2 separate regions of the Sus scrofa genome follow, and region 1 is linked to region 2. The links are chromatin contacts, called in public Hi-C maps. All regions are on one chromosome and are shown on one strand. The core of a region is the stretch at or near the end of the contact, and the rest is flanking DNA. Distances in the headings are between cores, read along the strand shown. Region 1 holds the start of KIRREL (kin of IRRE-like protein 1). Region 2 has its middle 49 kb from the start of CD1D.

Region 1 (4,141 bases), core at 497-2,996, 140 kb before region 2:
ATATTTTTCTGCTGCCTCTTCCTGCTCTCCAGAATGGAACACTCTGAGGAAAGGATTTTGTTTAAATAGTAAAAAAAAAAAAAAAAAAAAAAAAAAAGAAAAGGAAAAAGAAAAGGAAAAGGAAAAAAGGGGAAAAAATCTATTTTCACTGTTATATCTTCGAGGCCTAGAATTGTGATTGAACATGAGCAGACACTGAAGAAATATCTGCGGAATTCATGATTAATGGATGAGTAAATGGAAAACCCTTATGTATCTGCACGTTGGTGTGTGGCTGTTTGTAGGAATTTGTGATTATATTCCCATTTCTCTGGGTTAGGAATGCTCTTTGTTTTTAAACCGTCTGTTAGCCTGTACATATGTGGTTTTGAATATATGGAGGACTCTCTGGGTCTGTGCATAGTGTGTTTCTGAATATGAGTTTTTGTGTTTTTCTGTCTGTGTTTCTGTGTCCTCTACATGTGGATGTGCTTGGACCATTCAGGCTGGCGTCAGAATCTGTGGAAGGTGTTGTAACAGCATATAACCAGCAGGGGGCACCAGAGAGCCATGCGCCTTTGCTCCGGGGCTGAAATCCAGAAATCTTGGCGGGTAGAGTTAGGGACCCAGGAATCTGGGAGGAAAGAAGAGGAGACCTCTCCAGACCAATACAATACTGTAAAGTTGTGCAATTCCTGTACAATTTCTGTTATTTCTCCTCAGCTCACTCCCTAGGACCCAGCGGTCAAGCATCCCCAACCCTGTGAGATGCAGAATCAAGGAGTTTGGGAGAGAGGTTGTGTGTTAAGCTGAGCCCTTTAAGAAAGAGGAAACCCTTCCTGAAAGCCCTCATCCCTCTCACTAGGACTTCTCTCCCTTCCCTGTAGCCAGCTCTCTCCACCCCAAAGGATCTCCAACTCTATGCTTGGAGATCTTCGTGTGGCTGCCCTCTCCTTGGCCTCTGAAGCCTTCCAGTTGGCTCCTTTCTCCTCTGGATGGGTAGGTGCCCAAGATAAACAAAGGCAGGAGTCCACTGTGCCTCTCCCCAGTCAGCTGAGGACTCCAACCCAGTCTGGTCCCACTGTGTGCTCGGCGAGGCCCCGAGGCAGGGGCTCTGGGCAGGTCCAAGAATTCTAGGATTCTCCAGCTTTGGGGTTTGGAGGTGGGAAGAAGTGTGTATCCCTCTCCACCCCTAACCTTCATGAGTCTTTTGAGAATTCCCAATTTGGGGGATCTAGGGGTTAGATTCTGGGTGTGGAATTGACAAATAAAAAAAAGATTTGATGCTTTTCGATTCCATGAACCAGCGCCTGCCCACCCCCTCCTCTCCCATACACGCTTACACACACCCAAACACACACAAACACTCACACACCCTTCCCATCACAGTCATTCCCTGGGCTAAAGGCTCGTCCTCAGCCCATGCCCCGCCTCCCCAATCTGATGCCTAGCTCCGTAGCCCGGGACTAAGGTTGTGTATATAAATGGGGGGGAGGTGCGGGTGGGCAGGGATCCGGCCGTCCCAGCGCCCGCGACTGTCACGTTCATTACCCCTTTTGCCCTCCACCGCTTTCTCTTTTGGTCTCTGTCCATCTCAGTTCCAGCGAGGGGTGTGAGTGAGTGTGTGTGTGTGTGTGTGTACGCGCGCGCGCACGGTGGGGGGAGCGGGGGGGGAGGGCTGTGGAGGGAGGCGCCGTCGGAGGGAGAGTAGACGTCAGGAGGAGGGACAGAGGAGGGAGAGAGGGAAGGAAGAGAAGGGGAGAGAAAGGGAGAGCAGAGACCGAAAGAGACCCCGAGAGATAAAGCTAGAGGCGAGAAATAATAAAGGGGAGAGGGGAAGGACAGAGGGGGGCGGAGAGAGAGAAGAGGGAGAGAGAGGTGGGGAGACGGAGAGGGACGGGACCGGGAGGAAAGAGAGATAAAGAGAAGCGGAGGGAAGGGAAGTGAGTTTGTGCGCGCGAGTGAGTGTGCGTGTGAGTGTGTAGGGGCGGGCGCGGGCGGTGGGGGGCGGGCTCCCGGGCTCCCCTCCTCCGCAGCCCGCTCCTCTCGCTCCCTCGCCAACTCCGGGCCCCAGCCGCGGGCGGGCGCACGGCGGGCGGACAGCATGCTGAGCCTCCTCGTCTGGATCCTCACTCTCTCCGATACTTTCTCCCAAGGTAAGGGCCCCCCGCCCGCGGCTGCCCTCGGCTCCCACCCCCACCCCCCCGGCCGGGCTCTGCGCCCCCGCCGTGGGGAGCACTGGGGGGGGGGCGGCCCGCGGCAGGTCCCGGCGGTCGGAGACGCCACGAGGCGGGGGCTGGGGCCCAGCGCGGAGTCCCGGGGGAGGGGGCGCGGAGTAACGGGGCCCGGCGCGGAGGAGTTTTCCGTTGATTTGCCCAAGTTGTTTCCTCTGGCTGCGCGGGAGAACGGAGAATCGGGGCCGCGGGGGCCGGGGGTCGGAGTGGAAAAGGGATCCGGAGGCTCCAAGTCTTTTCCGGAGCCTCTGGCAGCCCTGCCTGCCTCCACCCTCTGAGGCCAGGAGTCCGGACGCCTGGGTCCTGGCCGGGGGAAGGCTGCGGAGAGGGTGGGATTTCAGATGCTGGGAGGTGGGAGGTGCGCGGTGCGCGGTGCGCGGAAAGCCGAGGACCCCCTGCTCCGGAAGATGGAGCTGAGGGAATCCCTGTCCTCCATCCAGCCGAACCCCTGGGGCGGGGTGGGGGTGGGGGTTCTGAGCCTGAGCCGCGGCTCCTGACTGCCTGGGGCTGCCCCCTCCAGGGGAAGGGAGGGTTGCCTCCGGGCCTCTGGTGGGGATTTGAACCCCTGCCCGCGGAGGCTCCGGCTCGGGAGCGGAGTTCCAAAGGCAGCTTCAGGCCCGCGCGATATGGAAAGGGGCACCTGCAGGGGAACTAACACCCCACTTGGGGTCAGGAAAGTGGGGATGGCCGGGGCTCTTTTTGGGACTGGCAGGGGAGAGGCTGGGAGGTGGAGGGGGATGAGAATGTTAGTGTGTCCTGAGGCTGGGCTGGAGGGGACGCGTGCGGCCGCCAGGGGAACTGAAGAAATCCAGGGCCCAGACTCCAGCCAAGACTGGGGTCTGTGGGAGTGGATTTTTGTCTCCTGGGGCTGACTCTAAGGAAGATTTAATCCTGCTGAGCTAGCTCCCCCTTCTCCCTCCCCGCCCCGCAAATGGAGCTGACACACAGAAATTGACACACAAACACCCAAAACCAGTCATAGACACTGAGACAGACTATTCACCTATGGAGACAGACATACCCGCGAGCATCCCCCACACGGAGACAGACACATATACACAAAGACACTGACACATCTGAGGAAGACAGGTTCCTCCCCCTTATCGGCACATGCGTGCACATTCATGCACCCAAACACATCAAAACTCACAGACACAGTACATGTATGCAGGCAGGCATTTACAAGGACACCACACACACACACACACACACACACACTGAAACCCAGCTACAGATACCTAACCCTCCAGCAAACAAAGAAACTTGAAGAGACATTCATATAGGCAGACACCTATGGAGATGTACAGACTACAAAATGGAGGAGGTGGTCTCCTTTTTTGGGGTGGTGGGGCCGTGGGAATCCAGGAAGAAGGAAGTTAGCTTGGACAGGTTAGCCCTGCTCTCAATCCCCTTCCTGGGCTGGTGGGTGTGTGTTTAGGGGTGGGGTGTTATGCTGGACCCCTCCCCTCCCCTCCTGGCCAGGCCCCTCCCCAGCTCTGAAGGCCAAGCCAGGCTGAGCTGGTGGAGGTGGGTCCCCATCCATCCCCTTAGAGCCCCCCAACCCCCCCCCCACAGACACACACACACACACACACACTCAGAATTTGGGAAGAGCGCGCATCTGTGGTGTGAGTGGAGTGGGAGGTGGTGCCGAGGGAGAGGAGGTCTGGCCCTGGGGTTGGCAGGCCAAGCCAGCCACTTGGCAGAAAGTTGGGAAGATGACTTAAGTTCTGACTTTGTTCAGCCAGGCTGCTGGAGAGGGTGAAGGGGGGAGAGGGGAGGGCCCACGGTGGTGGGGGAGGGGTCGGCTGGGTCAGTATTGGTATGTGATGGGGGCAGGCCTTGGTCTGCCCCTTTTCCCGCAGCCCTAATGTGTCAGCAACATGGATACGAAAAGCTTCCAGGAACAAAAGCTGCAGTTAGCAAAC
Region 2 (4,355 bases), core at 171-2,670:
GGGAGCAGATGCAATGACAGGTAATTTCACTGTGAGATGGGGTGATGAAGGGGCTGCTGATCTCCCCTGGGGTTTCAGAGAAGGCTGCAGGGAAGAATGAACAAGAGACTGAGATACACTATACAGATACAGCGGGAGGAGGATTGTGGCAGATAGTGATCTGTTCTGCAGGGCCAAGGAGGCTGAGCTCTGGTTAAAGAACGTGGCCCAAGAGAAAACTTTTTTTTTTCTTGCTTTTTTAGGGCTACACTTGCAGCATATGAAAGTTGCAGCATATGGAAGTTCCCAGGCTGGAGGCTGAATCGGAGCAGCAGCTGCCGGCCTACACCACAGGTGCAGCAACTCGGGATCCAAGCCATGTCTGTGACCTGCACCGAAGCTCATGCTCAATGATGATCCTTTAACTCGCTGAGCAAGGCTGGGGCTCGAACCTTCATCCTCATGGATACCAGTCGGGTTTTTAACCCGCTGAGCCACAGTGGGACCTCTGAAAACTATAGATCACAGAAGCCTCCTCACGGAAGCTTTTCCCTGACCCTCAGTGGAGAACATCAATCACCCTGCCTTGGTGGGCTTCCCAGAGGACCCTTACAGATCCTGCTCTGCTCTTGGGTGCTACAGACCAAACTATGTCACACCCAGTGCCAGACCATTCACTGGTGCTCAGCAGATGCTCCACGAATGAATAACTGAACAAAGTAGCCTGCCTGGCGCCAAGCAAGACTCATCTGAGGAAGACAATATTTTTTCAATTTTATTGACGAGGGAGTCGAGGCTCTCCCTCAGCCTTGGGAGAATTTAAAACTAGACTCGTAGCTTCCCTGGGCTTGAGCAGTCTGTTTTTCTCTTTCTTAAAAAAAAAAAAAAAAGCTTAATATGTTCATAGGTTTGATTTATTTTTATTAGCTTCCATGCTGGTCAACATAAAATAATTATAAATTCAAGATTACAATGAAAATCACTACCATTTTAATTTTTTTAGAAAATGTAGGAGGTTCCTAGGCTATATTACACCATCTTCTATGTTTTCTCCTGGGAACATTAAAAAAAAAATCCTGTCCTGCAATAGAAAAGGTTTTAATCGGAAAGGGAAGGAAAAAGGGGAAGATGGTGGAAGTGGGGAGAGGGCAAGCAGGAATCTGGGAGATAGGGAGGCAACCGCCACCCCCACCCCGTGAGAAACTGGTATTCCCATCCGCTTTCAGAGCAGAACCAGGGGCAGCCGTTGGAACCCCTCCAGGCTCTGGTCGGCTTCTCCTCCAGGGGGCGCAGCCGAGCCCCCTGTGCCTGGTGGGCACAATCCCAGGGAGGCTCTGGCTTCTGGAGGCTCCGGCCTCCCGCAGCGGCTAGCTTTGGACCAGGCACCGGGAAGGCGCCGGATCTTCCTGCATCTGTCATCATCTAAGAGAGCCGCTACATGGCCAGAAAAGCCTTGGCGCTTCAGCCAGAGCCCGCCCTAGTCCCTCCTGGTTCCACTGTCTGCCCAGCTGTGGATGAGTAATGGGTCAGCCGGGCCCAGCACCTCCCCCCCTCCTGCCGTCCCAGGCCCCCCGCCCCTGCACCCCCTCCCCTCACCACCCGCAGAGTCCGGAGGTTGCCAGACTGGGAGAAGGGTAAGGCAGGGCACAATTTGTCTTTGCGTAATTATCTGTCAGGTACAGCTTGTGAAGCCTCAGCCACCTCCCCCCAACCATGCAAGAAAATAAATTGCACACATGCACACGGAGACACGGATGGCACGATCTTGCCCTCCGGCCCCAGCAGGCTCAGCTCTGGGAGCAAAGCTCTACCCCGGCGAGCCCAGGACTGCTTGATGCCTGCATGGCAGCCGCCGGACACCCACCCTCCCTCCTCCTGGCCCTGACATGTACGCTTTCATCTCTTCAGCCCGAGTTCCTCATTGGTAAGAGGGGGAGGTCCATTTGGCCTCTATGAAGTCAGAGATGCTGAGAAAGAAAGAAAAGGAAAAAATTCATGGCCACTGGAGTTCCCGTCGTGGCTCAGTGGTTAACCAATCCGACTAAGAACCATGAGGTTGTGGGTTCTATCCCTGGCCTTGCTCAGTGGGTTAAGGGTCCGGCTTTGCCGTGAGCTGTGGTGTAGGTTGCAGATGCGGCTCGGATCCTGCGTTGCCGTGGCTCTGGTGTAGGCTTGGCAGCAACAGTTCCAATTAGACCCCTGGCCTGGGAACCTCCGTATGCCGTGGGTGCGGCCCTAGAAAAGGCAAAAAAAAAAAAAAAAAAAAAAAAGAGGAAAGACAAAAAATTCTTGGCCATTTCTGACGAGAGGAGTTGCAGGTGGGAGAAAGGCCTTAGAGTTGCGTGTAATTTCTAAACTGGACTGTTAGGCAACCCCGATGAAATGGCTGAGTCCCTTCTCTGTGACAGCAGTGGGAGCCACTGTACAGCCGGCAGGTCCAGGCAGCATGCTAAGCTCTCTACACATGTTGTTTCATCGAGCCCCACAAAGAAATCCTGGGTAATGGGTGTTTTTATCCCCACTGTGGAGATGGGGACTTGGAGACCAGAGAAGGCAAGTAACCTGCTCTCAGTCACACAGCTGGTGGTGCTTGACCTGAAGGCAGCTCTTCGCTAATATGGGGGTGAGGCTCCATGGAGCTCTAGCCATTGAAGGCAGAGGAGCAGGGAGTGGGCTGCTGTTCATTTCTTGCATGAGCTTTTGTTTCTTCTTCAATGGAGTTCTCTGCTGGTACAGTGGGTTAAAATTCTGGCATTGTCACTGTAGCAGTTTGGTTCAATCCCTGGCGCAGGAACTTCCACATGCTGGGGGCCCAGCCCCCAAAAACTTTTACTATGCATAATAGGGTCATTTTTTTCTGAATCATTTTGAGAGTTAAACAAACAAGATTTGCAGGGGTTGGAGAAATGAGGTACCTCGCCCTCCTGCCCTCTCTTCTGTATCCCTCAGCATGCAGCATGCAGGGAGCTTAGTGCTAGGAGCCTGGATGGACACAGATGCCTTGAGAACTCAGAGGAACATTTTGGGTGAGGGGTCCCGATGCTTCCTGTGCGCAGAACCCTTCTGGCGATCCAGGGAAACCTGTGGGCTCCTTCTCACAATGTCCCCAAAGGCATACCTTGAATTACAGAGGATTACAAAGCAAGCCAATTGTACTGAAATACTGTTTTTGAAAGAGTCAAAAAACCACTTTCGTGACAGAGTAATCTACCACCTTCTTTAACAGTGCATTCGATAACCAGATCTAGCAGCAGATCTAATAACTACCATAATTTCCAAGTTGTGATGAGTGTAAATGATATTTCAAGACATCTGCAGCAGCTGCTAGAATATGGAAGCATCTTGATTTCTATTAGTGCCAGAAGCACAGGCATGGCTAATCCTACTGGGGCTGGCAGTAGAGGAATACTAAAATCACTTAGAGGAGTCCCCATTGTGGCGCAGTGGAAACAAATCCGACTAGTATCCATGAGGATGCTGGTTCAACCCCTGGCCTCACTCAGTGGTCGGGAATCCAGCATTGCCATGAATTGTGGCGTAAATTCCAGACACGGCTCATATCCCGAGTTGTTATGGCTGTGGTGTGTAGGCTGGCAGCTGTAGCTCCAATTTGCCATGAGCTGTGGTGGAGGTTGCACACGCAGAGGTGGCTTCAATCTGGCATTGCTGTGGCTGTTATGTAAGCTGGCAGCTGTAGCTCTGATTAGACCCCTAGCTTGGGAACTTCCATATGCCAAGGGTACAGCCCTAAAAAAAAAAAAAAAAAAAAGGAGTAGAAGCAATTGACTGAGATACAAGTTAGTGTGAATTAAAAAGTACAATTCAGGGGAGTTCCCGTCGTGGCGCAGTGGTTAACGAATCCGACTAGGAACCATGAGGTTGCGGGTTCGGTCCCTGCCCTTGCTCAGTGGGTTAACGATCCGGCGTTGCCGTGAGCTGTGGTGTAGGTTGCAGACGCGGCTCGGATCCCGTGTTGCTGTGGCTCTGGCGTAGGCCAGTGGCTACAGCTCCGACTAGACCCCTAGCCTGGGAACCTCCATATGCCGCGGGAGCGGCCCAAGAAATAACAACAACAAAAAGACAAAAAAAAAAAAAAAAAAAGTACAATTCAGAGGTAGACAATTGGGGAGATCAAATAAGTCATTTCTTTAGACACAGAAATTTGACAGTACTTGCGCCTTCCGCTAGCTTGGGTCTGCCCAGAAGGACTTTCTGGAATATACAAGATGTTTCTATGAATGGGGAGACCGAGGGCGGGTGGCTTAGGGACCAGCCTGAGAGCCCTAAGGAGTGAGAATGAAGTGTGGAAGCTCTCCAACCCTTGAGTGCCCCCGACTCAGATCCTAGGTGGTCTCTACCACACTAGGCCCCTATTT

What was found. A called contact is a pair of places that touch in the nucleus more often than the background predicts.
Region 1: a Hi-C map of undifferentiated spermatogonia shows a contact between it and region 2, with 2.4 times the contacts expected there. A contact is called at or near these places in 2 of 5 promoter capture datasets (fetal liver and liver), 13 of 47 Hi-C or Micro-C datasets (blood, brain, embryonic fibroblasts and 9 more) and 1 of 2 datasets of targeted methods (skeletal muscle).

Annotation. Positions count from the first base shown.
Region 1 is chr4:92,288,492-92,292,632 of Sscrofa11.1, reverse strand. It overlaps KIRREL (kin of IRRE-like protein 1), which reads left to right and starts at 1,746. Exons shown (of 15, transcript XM_013996914.2): 1 at 1,746-2,135. The coding sequence starts at 2,084. It overlaps LOC106510123 (a long non-coding RNA gene), which reads left to right. Exons shown (of 5, transcript XR_002343388.1): 5 at 485-1,313.
Region 2 is chr4:92,147,841-92,152,195 of Sscrofa11.1, reverse strand. No RefSeq gene overlaps it. Among named protein-coding and RNA genes, the nearest start is that of CD1D, 49 kb to the right of the region's middle.